2 separate regions of the Arachis hypogaea genome follow, and region 1 is linked to region 2. The links are chromatin contacts, called in public Hi-C maps. All regions are on one chromosome and are shown on one strand. The core of a region is the stretch at or near the end of the contact, and the rest is flanking DNA. Distances in the headings are between cores, read along the strand shown.

Evidence for each region. Hi-C and Micro-C count contacts between places; a contact is called where the count stands out from the background.
Region 1: a contact with region 2 is called in a Hi-C map of leaf, with 1.9 times the contacts expected there. The contact joins the promoter of LOC140173762 here to the enhancer-like site in region 2. A contact is called at or near these places in 2 of 8 Hi-C or Micro-C datasets (both in leaf).

Annotation. Positions count from the first base shown.
Region 1 is chr6:110,064,221-110,069,510 of arahy.Tifrunner.gnm2.J5K5, reverse strand. It overlaps LOC140173762 (zinc finger BED domain-containing protein RICESLEEPER 2-like), which reads left to right and starts at 3,551. Exons shown (of 3, transcript XM_072198337.1): 1 at 3,551-3,737; 2 at 4,369-5,290. The coding sequence starts at 3,551.
Region 2 is chr6:110,026,329-110,031,235 of arahy.Tifrunner.gnm2.J5K5, reverse strand. No RefSeq gene overlaps it. Among protein-coding and RNA genes, the nearest start is that of LOC112754163, 6.7 kb to the right of the region's middle. Within about 2 kb of position 3,110, at least 2 of the 3 cell types and tissues checked have open chromatin away from gene starts, as enhancers often do.

The sequences.
Region 1 (5,290 bases), core at 2,302-4,801, 38 kb before region 2:
TTTAATATTCCATATTTTTTTTAATATTTATTTTTATTGTTGTTCTTTTTTCTCTCTAAATCAATTATATATAATCATCATAACTAACGATTCTTGCGTGGTATTTTTTAATTTTAATATTACAAAATTTACATAAGATTACATTTATTTATATCTCATCCTCATTATTTTTATGTATGTATATTATATTTTTTAAGAATATCTTCAAATAAGAAAACTGAATCAAATACTAAAAAACTAAATATATAACACATATTTTAAAGCATACAAAGTTCTTCTATATATACCAACTATATCATAATAGTTGTTCAATACATTCTTATTATTTGCTTTACTATTTTATTCCTCATATTTTCATACTTGAATATTGAATATTGTTCATCATGTCTGATCAAAAAAAGAAATACGAGTGTGATCAATGTGAACAGAAATTTTCAACTTCAAAAAATTTGCGCGTCCATAAGAGCAAGGCTTACAATCCAGTTACTTATAATCCAAGTAATTGTAGTATATGCAACAAATATTTCGACATTCCATCGTTGTTACAAGTTCATACGAAGAAAGAACATGGTTACTGTACATTCTTGTGAATGTTAAGGCATTTGAAATAAGTCCACGAGTTATGTTAAAGTTTAGAATGAGAATCAATATTTAAGGTATTTTATTTATTACTTTTTGGGAGAATTTTTTTTTAAGAATTTAATTTAGGAATTGTTATCCTATTAATTAGGATTTTAGGGTTATAGCTTTTCTTATATGGGTCTTTATATTTAAAAAAATTTAGTCTTCTGTTAAAACTATTTTATTCGATCTTATCTCGTGTATTGTACGTGCATGGCACATGCATTGCACGGGTAATTACACTTGTATTATCCTTAAAAAAAATTCAATCTACATTCCAAATATATATATGAATAAATGTTATTCTAAAACACACGTAACCAAGTTAAATTTTCTTTAAATATATCATTTGATATGTATTTCAAATAAAAAAAATATTATTATATCTTAGATATGAAATATTTTTTTATGATGTTACTATAATTTTAATTGTTTGCTCTTATTATTAGCATTTAATATGATTTATTTAATCTTTTTTGTCGATTTAATATTCTATATTTTTTTAATATTTATTTTTATTGTTGTTCTTTTTTCTCTCTAAATCAATTATATATCATCATCATAACTAACGATTCTTGCGTGGTATTTCTTAATTTTAATATTACAAAATTTGCATAAGATTACATTTATTTATATCTCATCCTCAATATTTTTATGTATGTATTTTATATTTTTTAAGCATATCTTCAAATAAGGAAATTGAATCAAATATTAAAAAACTAAATATATAACACTTATTTTAAAGCATACAAAGTTCTTCTATATATACCTACTATACCATAATAGTTGTTCAATATATTCTTATTATTTGCTTTACTATTTTATTCTACATATTTTCTTACTTGAATATTAATATTGTTCATCACGTCTGATCAAAAAAAGAAATACGAATGTGATCAATGTGATAAGAAGTTTTCAACTTCAAAAAATTTGCGCGCCCATAAGAGCAAGGCTCACAATCCAGTTACTTATAATTCAAGTAATTGTAGTATATGCAACAAATATTTCGACATTCCATCGTTGTTACAAGTTCATATGAAGGAAGAACATGGTTACTATACATTCTTGTGAATGTTAAGGCATTTGAAATAAGTCCATGAGTTATGTTAAAGTTTAGAATAAGAATCAATATTTATGATATTTTATTTATTACTTTATAGGAGAATTTTTTAAGAATTTAATTTGGAAATTGTTATCCTATTAATTAGGGTTTTAGGATTATAGCTTTTCTTATATGGGTCTTTATATTTAAAAAAAATTAGTCTTCTGTTAAAACTATTTTATTCGATCTTATCTCGTTCATTGCACGAATAATTACACTTGTATTATTTTTAAAAAAATTCAATCTACATTCCAAATATATATATATATATATATATATATATATATATATATATATATATATATATATATATATATATATATATATATATGAATAAATGTTATCCTAGAATACACATAAGCAAGTTAAATTTTCTTTAAATATATCATTTGATATGCATTTCAAATAAAAAAAATATTATTATATCTTAGATATGAAATATTTTTTTATGATGTTACTATAATTTTAATTGTTTTCTCTCATTATTAGCATTTAATATGATTTATTTAATCTTTTTGTCGATTTAATATTCCATATTTTTTAATATTTATTTTTATTGTTGTTCTTTTTTCTCTCTAAATCAATTATATATCATCATCATAACTAACGATTCTTGTGTGGTATTTCTTAATTTTAATATTACAAAATTTGCATAAGATTACATTTATTTATATCTGTAAGATCCAAGACCTTTGAAAAGTTTTATTTTGAAGTAATCCCAAATGATATATTTATTTATAATTTTAATTTCAAAAATTATTTTTATTGAAAATAATTAAAGGCAATTAATTGGTTTTAAAATAAATTAAGGTTTTTATCCAAACTCTATACCTATGGATTATTTTCCTATTTATGATTTAAAGTTCTAGAAATTTGAAAATAATGAGGTTTGGCTATTTAAATTAGGATTTTGTTTAATTTTATAATTATTGAATTATTTTTTATATTTAAATTATAAAGTTGGTAGTTATGAGATAATAAGAATTTTATATGATTCGATTTTAGATGCTTTATATTTATATTATTTACTACTTTAAGTTAAAGGTAAAGAAAATTAATTATATTACCATGTATTTTCAATTGGAGTAATTTATTGAGAATCAATTAGTACTTTTATACCACAAATAATATTTTAAAGTAATTTTAGAGATTAAATTAATTTTTTAAATATTAATACTTTACGCTCCAATTTTATTAAAATTACCAAACTATCCCTATACCTAATTTTTACCAAAATCCTAAATCCCCAAATAGCTCCCTAACCCCCAATTTTCCTAACCCTAGCCGCCTTACCTCCTTCAGCCACCAAAGTCCCTTCTTCTCTTCCCAAACTCAGCAGCAATTCATGGAAAAAAAAGAGAGAGAGGAAAGAGATAACGGAGAGAAAGAGAGAGAACTGAGGGAGGAGAAGAGGAAGGTGGCGCCGGCGCCACAGGTCTTGCTACCGCCGCCTCATGGTCGTCGCGCTCGCAAGCTATCACTGCAACTAGGGGTGGCAAACGGGCCTAAATCCGCCAGGCCGGCCCGCGTAACCCGCCAAAAAAGGCGGGCTGGGCTGGAAATTTGGGACCGCCGAAAGACAAAAGTCCGCCTAACCCAAACCGCTTAAACCGTGGGCTTTGGCAGGGCGGGGCGGGCTTCCCCGGCGGGCTGAGGCATTTTTTTTAAGGTGAACCCATGAACCTAGACCCAGAAGTCCAAAACCCATGAACCCACCCACCCGACCCGACCCAATCCCTAATCCCCAGTGAAACCCTAATGAATCCCTAATTCCACTTCCAGATTTGCAGTTACAGCTTCCTCAGTTCCTCGTCTCCAATCTCCTCGATGGCTCTCACTCGGTTCCTCAGTTCCTCAATTCCTCACCGTCACTCTCAGTCTCTCACTCGGTCATCCTCAACAGTCAACACAGAGGCTTCAGCCTTCAGCCTTCAGCTTCTCCAGTCTTACACGGTCACACCTCACACCCGCCATCTCACACTTCCATTGAGCTCAGCTCGCACTTCAGAGTTCCGTCCTCACCCCTGACGCTCGCTGAGTCGCAGTCACTGAGTCACGTCGATCTTCGGTCATCGTGGCCTACTGGGTTCTAGCCACCGCTGCTGCTCCGTCTGGCCGTCGTCGCTGCTGGTCTGGGTCCTGGGCTCTTGGGTCTTGTCCTCTCGCTGCTGGTCTCGCTCTCTGGGACTCTGGGTCTCCTTGTTTATCTTCATCACTACGACATGGCTGCTCCTCGCCTCCTCTGGTTAGTTTTCTAACTTATGGTTTGAGATTCATCAATTTAGGTTTGTTTGTTGTGTTTTGTGCTGTTTGATATAGGTAAATTAGGGTTGATATTTGGTTGGGTTTTGATTATGGTTGATATTTGGTTAAATCTGATTATGGTTGAGTTTTGATTACGGTTGATAATGGTTGATATTTGGTTAAATCTGATGCAGATTCAGAAATTGTTTCCTATTTTTTTGTGTTGTTTGATAACGGTTGAGTTTTGATTATGGTTGATAATGGTTGATATTTGGTTGAATACTTGAATCTGATGCGGATTCAGAAATTGTTTCCTGTTTTTTGTGTTGTTTCATAATAGTTGAGTTTTAATTATGGTTGATAATGGTTGATATTTGGTTGAATACTTGAATCTGATGCAGATTCAGAAATTGTTTGCTATTTTTTGTGTGGTCTGCTAATGGTTGATGAACCTAGTTCATATAAACAATTTACGTTTGCTTTTATTTCAGAAAATATGAATTCTGAAACTGTGAGTAACCTTGTTACTATTGGAGTTGATTCTGAGGCTGCTCCGATCGAGGTTGATGAATCTAGTTTGAAAAGGCTAAGACTAGCAACCTCCGATGTTTGGAATTTTTTCAAAAAGCTCGGTCCAGATAAGGATGGAGTAGAATGTGCTGAGTGTAAAGGATGCAAGAAGGTGTTTAAAGATGGAGGTAAGCGATATGGCACTTCTACTATAAAATGGAATCTTGATAGTTGTACTCAAATTAAGCATGAAGATATTGGTCAGACTATAGCAGAATTGCAACTTAAAATGGGTTCACTTAAGATTGATTCAGGAGTGGCTAGAGATATGTTTGCTGGGTATGTAGTTGCTGGGGATAAGCCTTTTAATATGGTTGATGATAGGAGATTTAGAAATTGGGTGAAATATATTAGTCCAACTTTGAAACTTCCTTCTAGGAATACGGTTAAGGCTGACATAGTGAAAGTTCACAAGAGAGAAGCTGCGAAACTTAAAAAAATTTTAGTTTCCATTCCAAATAGAATTTTCTTAACATCTGATCTTTGGACTTCCAGTACCAATGAGGGGTTTATATGTTTGACTGTACATTTTGTTGATGAGAACCGGAAATTACAAAGTAAAATTCTCAATTTTTGTGATATGCCTCCTCCTTACACAGGATTTGAGTTGTCTTCTAAAATCTTTACGCTTTTGACTGAGTGGAAAATTGATAAAAAGATTTTTTTCATTACTTTGGATAATGCTTCTTCTAATGATACTTGTGTTGAACACTTAAAAAGTACTTTGGATGTGTATGGTTTATTGTTGTGTGG
Region 2 (4,907 bases), core at 1,861-4,360:
GGGTTTGTTCACTTTTTTTGGCAATTTAAATTTTGGTATGGCTTGATTTTGTAAATTAATTGGCAATTTAGCCTTTTTTTTTGTGTGGTGATGGTGTAAATGGTAGGAAGAACCTTTCAGATTCTAAGAGTTTTGGATACTTTTGTATTGAAACTTTTCATTTCCAAAGGATGAGCGTAGTTTGGGAAAGAAGAGAGGCCGTGAAATTAAGGTTGAAGATGAACGATGAGTTAATTTGGGAATTTTGTTAAAAAGTCAACAAAAATTAAATTTTGGCTATTTTTGTAGTATAAAATTCATTTTTATGAGTACAACTTTAATTTTCTTGTTTGATGGATACTTTTATCAACATTCACAAAATTCATGGATACTAATAATTATTTTTTTCTTTAGAATTTTTATTTTGTTATGCTTTCAATTTTAATTTTAAACCCCAAATTCTCTAAAAGTTGAAATCATAACAAATTGAAGGAGCACAATTAATGATCAAGCCTATATGGGATTTTCTTATGCTTTCATTTATTTATTTATTTATTTATTTATTTTTGGCTTTAAGTGAAGGAGTGACTGATCTAGTGAGAGTGAAAATGAAATTTTTTGGCTAAAAACCTATTAATCACCTTTTCTGGTATCTTTTATATAAAAAGGATTAGGTTAGCGGCAAACAGTAATTCACAAATGAAAAAAGTATAATTTAGGATTTGGCTTGAAGATTTATAATTTAGAATTTAAAATTTAAAATAAATAAAATAATATTAGAAAAATTTGACTCATATTAGCTAGAAAAAATTAATTCCCTAGTATTATTCTTTGTAAATAAAGAAGCCTATTATAGATGCATACCATGCTATATAATGCTATATAAATGTAAGAGACAATTAACAAACCATGTCATAGCCCAACCAAATGAACCAAAGCCAAATACAAATATAGGTTTCACAAATAGGGTTTAGAAGATGAAGTTATAAATTGAAATAGAAATCAAATTAAATAAGGTAAAAACTTAACTGATGAATTTAATTATTTTTTTCACCTCCATTTATTATTATTAAAAAATAATTGTTATGTGTAAATATTAACATACAAATGTGTCAAAGAACTTTATTTTGGATGAGGGTGTGGATCCCACCCTACTTAGGTTTCATCCATCCATCAACCACACATCAATTTTCCTCTCCAAAACATTTCCCTTCATGGCTTCATGCCTTACAAGGAAAGTATGCTTTTGGTACTTACTAACTTGATTGGCTAAAACATTATATTTTTGGTTCTAAAATTTAGTTGTTTTACTTTTTTTTATATCTTTTGCTCATTTTTATTAACTTAATTCCTCTTTGTTGATCCCTCACCACTCACAAGGCTAAAAAAAATAAATATCTTTCACTAAGTGCATGCAACTTTAACATTTATATGATGGGCTACAGTGAAGCAAATAAGGACCACAGTCACATCTTTCACTCAAATTTTATTGCATGATTGTGGATCTATGCACGTGTCCGAATGAGAATAACTATGTGCTGTATGCAACGAAAATGATCTCAAAAAATTAATAATTATAGTTAAAAAAATCCTTATATCTAAAATACTAAAACTAGTTAAAAAAAATAAAGCCAAAGTGGAAAGTGTAGGGATAATAGAATGTACGTATGATAAGTTGGCTGGTACCACAAAGAATTTAGAATTTTTTTTTTCCAACAATTATTATTTAGGTTTGTCAGTTGTGTTATAGGTAGGTCTATATCAATTGGACTTTGTTGTTTACATAAAGAGGGACATAGAGCAATGTAACAATGACCCTTTGGAGGGACAAAGCCATGCACACGATTTTGCTTTGTTTCTCCAATTCTTCAGCTTCAGAAAAATTGAGGACCACCATTAATGGCATGGTCAAGTCTCATAGTAGTTATGATGTTGAAATAATATGGATACCATAGATATGCCTCTAACACAATACAAGCACATTCACACAGTCACACTACTACTACTATATGCCAATACAGTGCCAGATTAGGATATTCAAATCATGATATCATATATAGTTTATGAGGTTTTTTCTAAAGATATTTAAAATCTTCTAAAATAATTAATTAGTGGTTACTAATAAAGGAATTGAGATAGACTAAGTTTGAAGCCAATTTTAATTTATCTACTAGGTTAAAAAGATTCGAATACTGAAAAATCTTTTAATTTATGTGCTATGTCTCAAGATTTAGGGTTCCCTACAATAATTAAGAATGAGAATGCAAGTTTACCTGAGGTTTGAGGTTTAAGTATTCTGTTGGTCTCTATAATTTGAATTCCGCTAGGGAGTTAATGGAATATTTATACAATGTGTACAATAGATTATTTATTTGACCCAATATAAGTTAGAAAATGAACATCCAGGGTAAAATGCTACTAATTTCTCAAACACAATATATTCATACTATCCAGAATAACCATCCGGTACCAGAAATAATAAACATCTGATATTCTACTGAATTAAACATTTCTAAACCCCATTGTACACATTGTACAAATACTCCATTGACTCCCTATACTTTCTCCTATAATTTTATTAAATTTTTAATTAGACATCTATACTTTTTTTTTCTTTTCAATTGAAGTCCTATACTACTTTTAATTTTGTAATTAGAATTTTTTTATGTAAAAAATAGTAAAATGATCAAGATATTTCTCCTAAAATATATGCGATTAAATATCTAATTAGATTTTTAATTATGAATATTTTCAATTTGAGTAAAAATATTCAGTTAATTCTAATATTTTTTATACTCGAAAGATTAATTATAAAATTAAAAATAATATAAAAATTTTATTAAAAATATAAAAACTTAATTACAAATTTAATAAACTATAATAAATACGAATAGAATAATTAAACCAATAAATGATAATATACATCCCTTAATTAGTACGTGGTGGTGTATGTGGAGGACCATAAAAGCCTACAAGGGCCATGTGATGGCATGTGAGCAACTTATATGATTTAAACAACAAGAAATAATTCTGTTTCCTAAGGTAACAGAATGGAAGGTATACTCATAGGACATTGACAACAATAACTGAATGAATTGAAACTCCCTTCATATGTATGCATCAATGTGGTCCTCTTATTATCAAAATTTCAGGACATAAGGGCCCCAAGGTTCATCTATTATTTGAGGTTAGGATCTACTAAGCCCAAAATATTTATGGTTTACAATCATCTATAATTATGAGCTTATCATTGCCTAATCATCTTAACCCATCAAGGACCACTTACAAAAACAGTAAGTGTGGGTATATATTCTTCTTTTTTTCTTATTCTTTTTTAATTTAGTTACGTCTCTATGTGTCTTTGATACATATATAATTCTCATATAATAGTAATTGGCATGCCTTTTTTGTCCAAAAAAAAGTAAGAACTAAATTATATTGTAAATAACTAATTGAGGGTATTTTAAAAATTGATATTGGCATCAAATGGGAGTTTTTTTTTTTTTTCCTCAACCAACTTTTTCAGTGTTAAAGAAAACAGATTAAAATAAAGAGTGGAAAGGGAACTTCATAAAATTTTCAAATAAACGTTAGAAGTTTATTGTAATGAGTTATAAGATTTTGGTAGAATCATCACTAATAAAAGCTAATTCATATATATATGGTGAGAGAGTCCAAAACTTCATAAAACTCTTTCTTAAGTGTTAGACATGTGATGTGAATATAATTAAATATAATTTTAATGTATGTAGTCCCCGTATTTTATCATGTTAAAAATTTTAAAATATCTCTATATATGTATTTGTTTTACATATATAGAATATTCACGTCATCAATTTTACTATTTCATAAGATATATTTGTTTTGTGATGGTTTCGTGTCTAACTTTTTACCACCAACAAATATTAGAATTAGTGGTTATCCATTCACTAAGGTAGCGTTTGTTTTGCAGTACTGGGACAGAGACTGAGAGACTGAGACATAGTATCATGTTTGTTGGCTCAAAGATTGGTACTAAAATTTCTGTCTCTGTTCCCAAAATTTCAGTATTTCAGTACCTCTAAAATGTAGGGACACAGGGGACTGATATTTTTTAGAAACAGAGACTGAAACTTTAATAACATTTTATACCTAAAATATTCTCATTTTAATTAATTAATTCCAATTTTATCCTTTGTGCAAATTAAATTAGAATTTTATTCTTGTTTCAATTTTTGTCTCTCACTTAACACCAAACAAAATACTAAAACTTATTTCAATCTCTGTCTCTTAGTCTCTATCTCTTAGTTTTAGTCTTTAGGTATATGTCTTTTCACCAAACGCTACCTAACAAATATGCCATAGTGGTTAAAATTCTATAAAAGAAAAAAAAAAAAGACATTTGTTTTCACAACAAAATTGGTAGAGTACATTCACCTAATCCTATCATCTTGGTGTGATTGGCTTAGCAGCAGGAAAAAGACAACATATTTAATTTTCTTATCCAATTATCTTCATTGGATATTGTGGTCCGTATTCTGATCGATCATTCGGGAGTGAATTCTTTTCAGTGAAAAAAATTAAATAATATTAATTTGTTTAATCTTGTTTTTTATTTTTTTATTATATTTATTTTTTATTCTACTTATAAAATTAATTATTAGAAATCACACTTTATTTTTTTAAATATTAAAAAAAATTAAAAGAATCCATTTTTTCGATCATTGTTGCAAATTAATTAATTTTGGCCTTCTTATGTTTACCAAAACGAAAAGGGCCTTTGCTACCTAATGATGAAAAGAAAATTATTCCATGCATATATAAGGAGATTAAATGATTAATTCACCTTATCAAACTTCAGCTCATCATGTATATATTATCATCATTTCAATTGGATTTTAAGGTTTTTCTGTTCACTGGGGAATTTTATCATGTATTGTGGTAAGGCA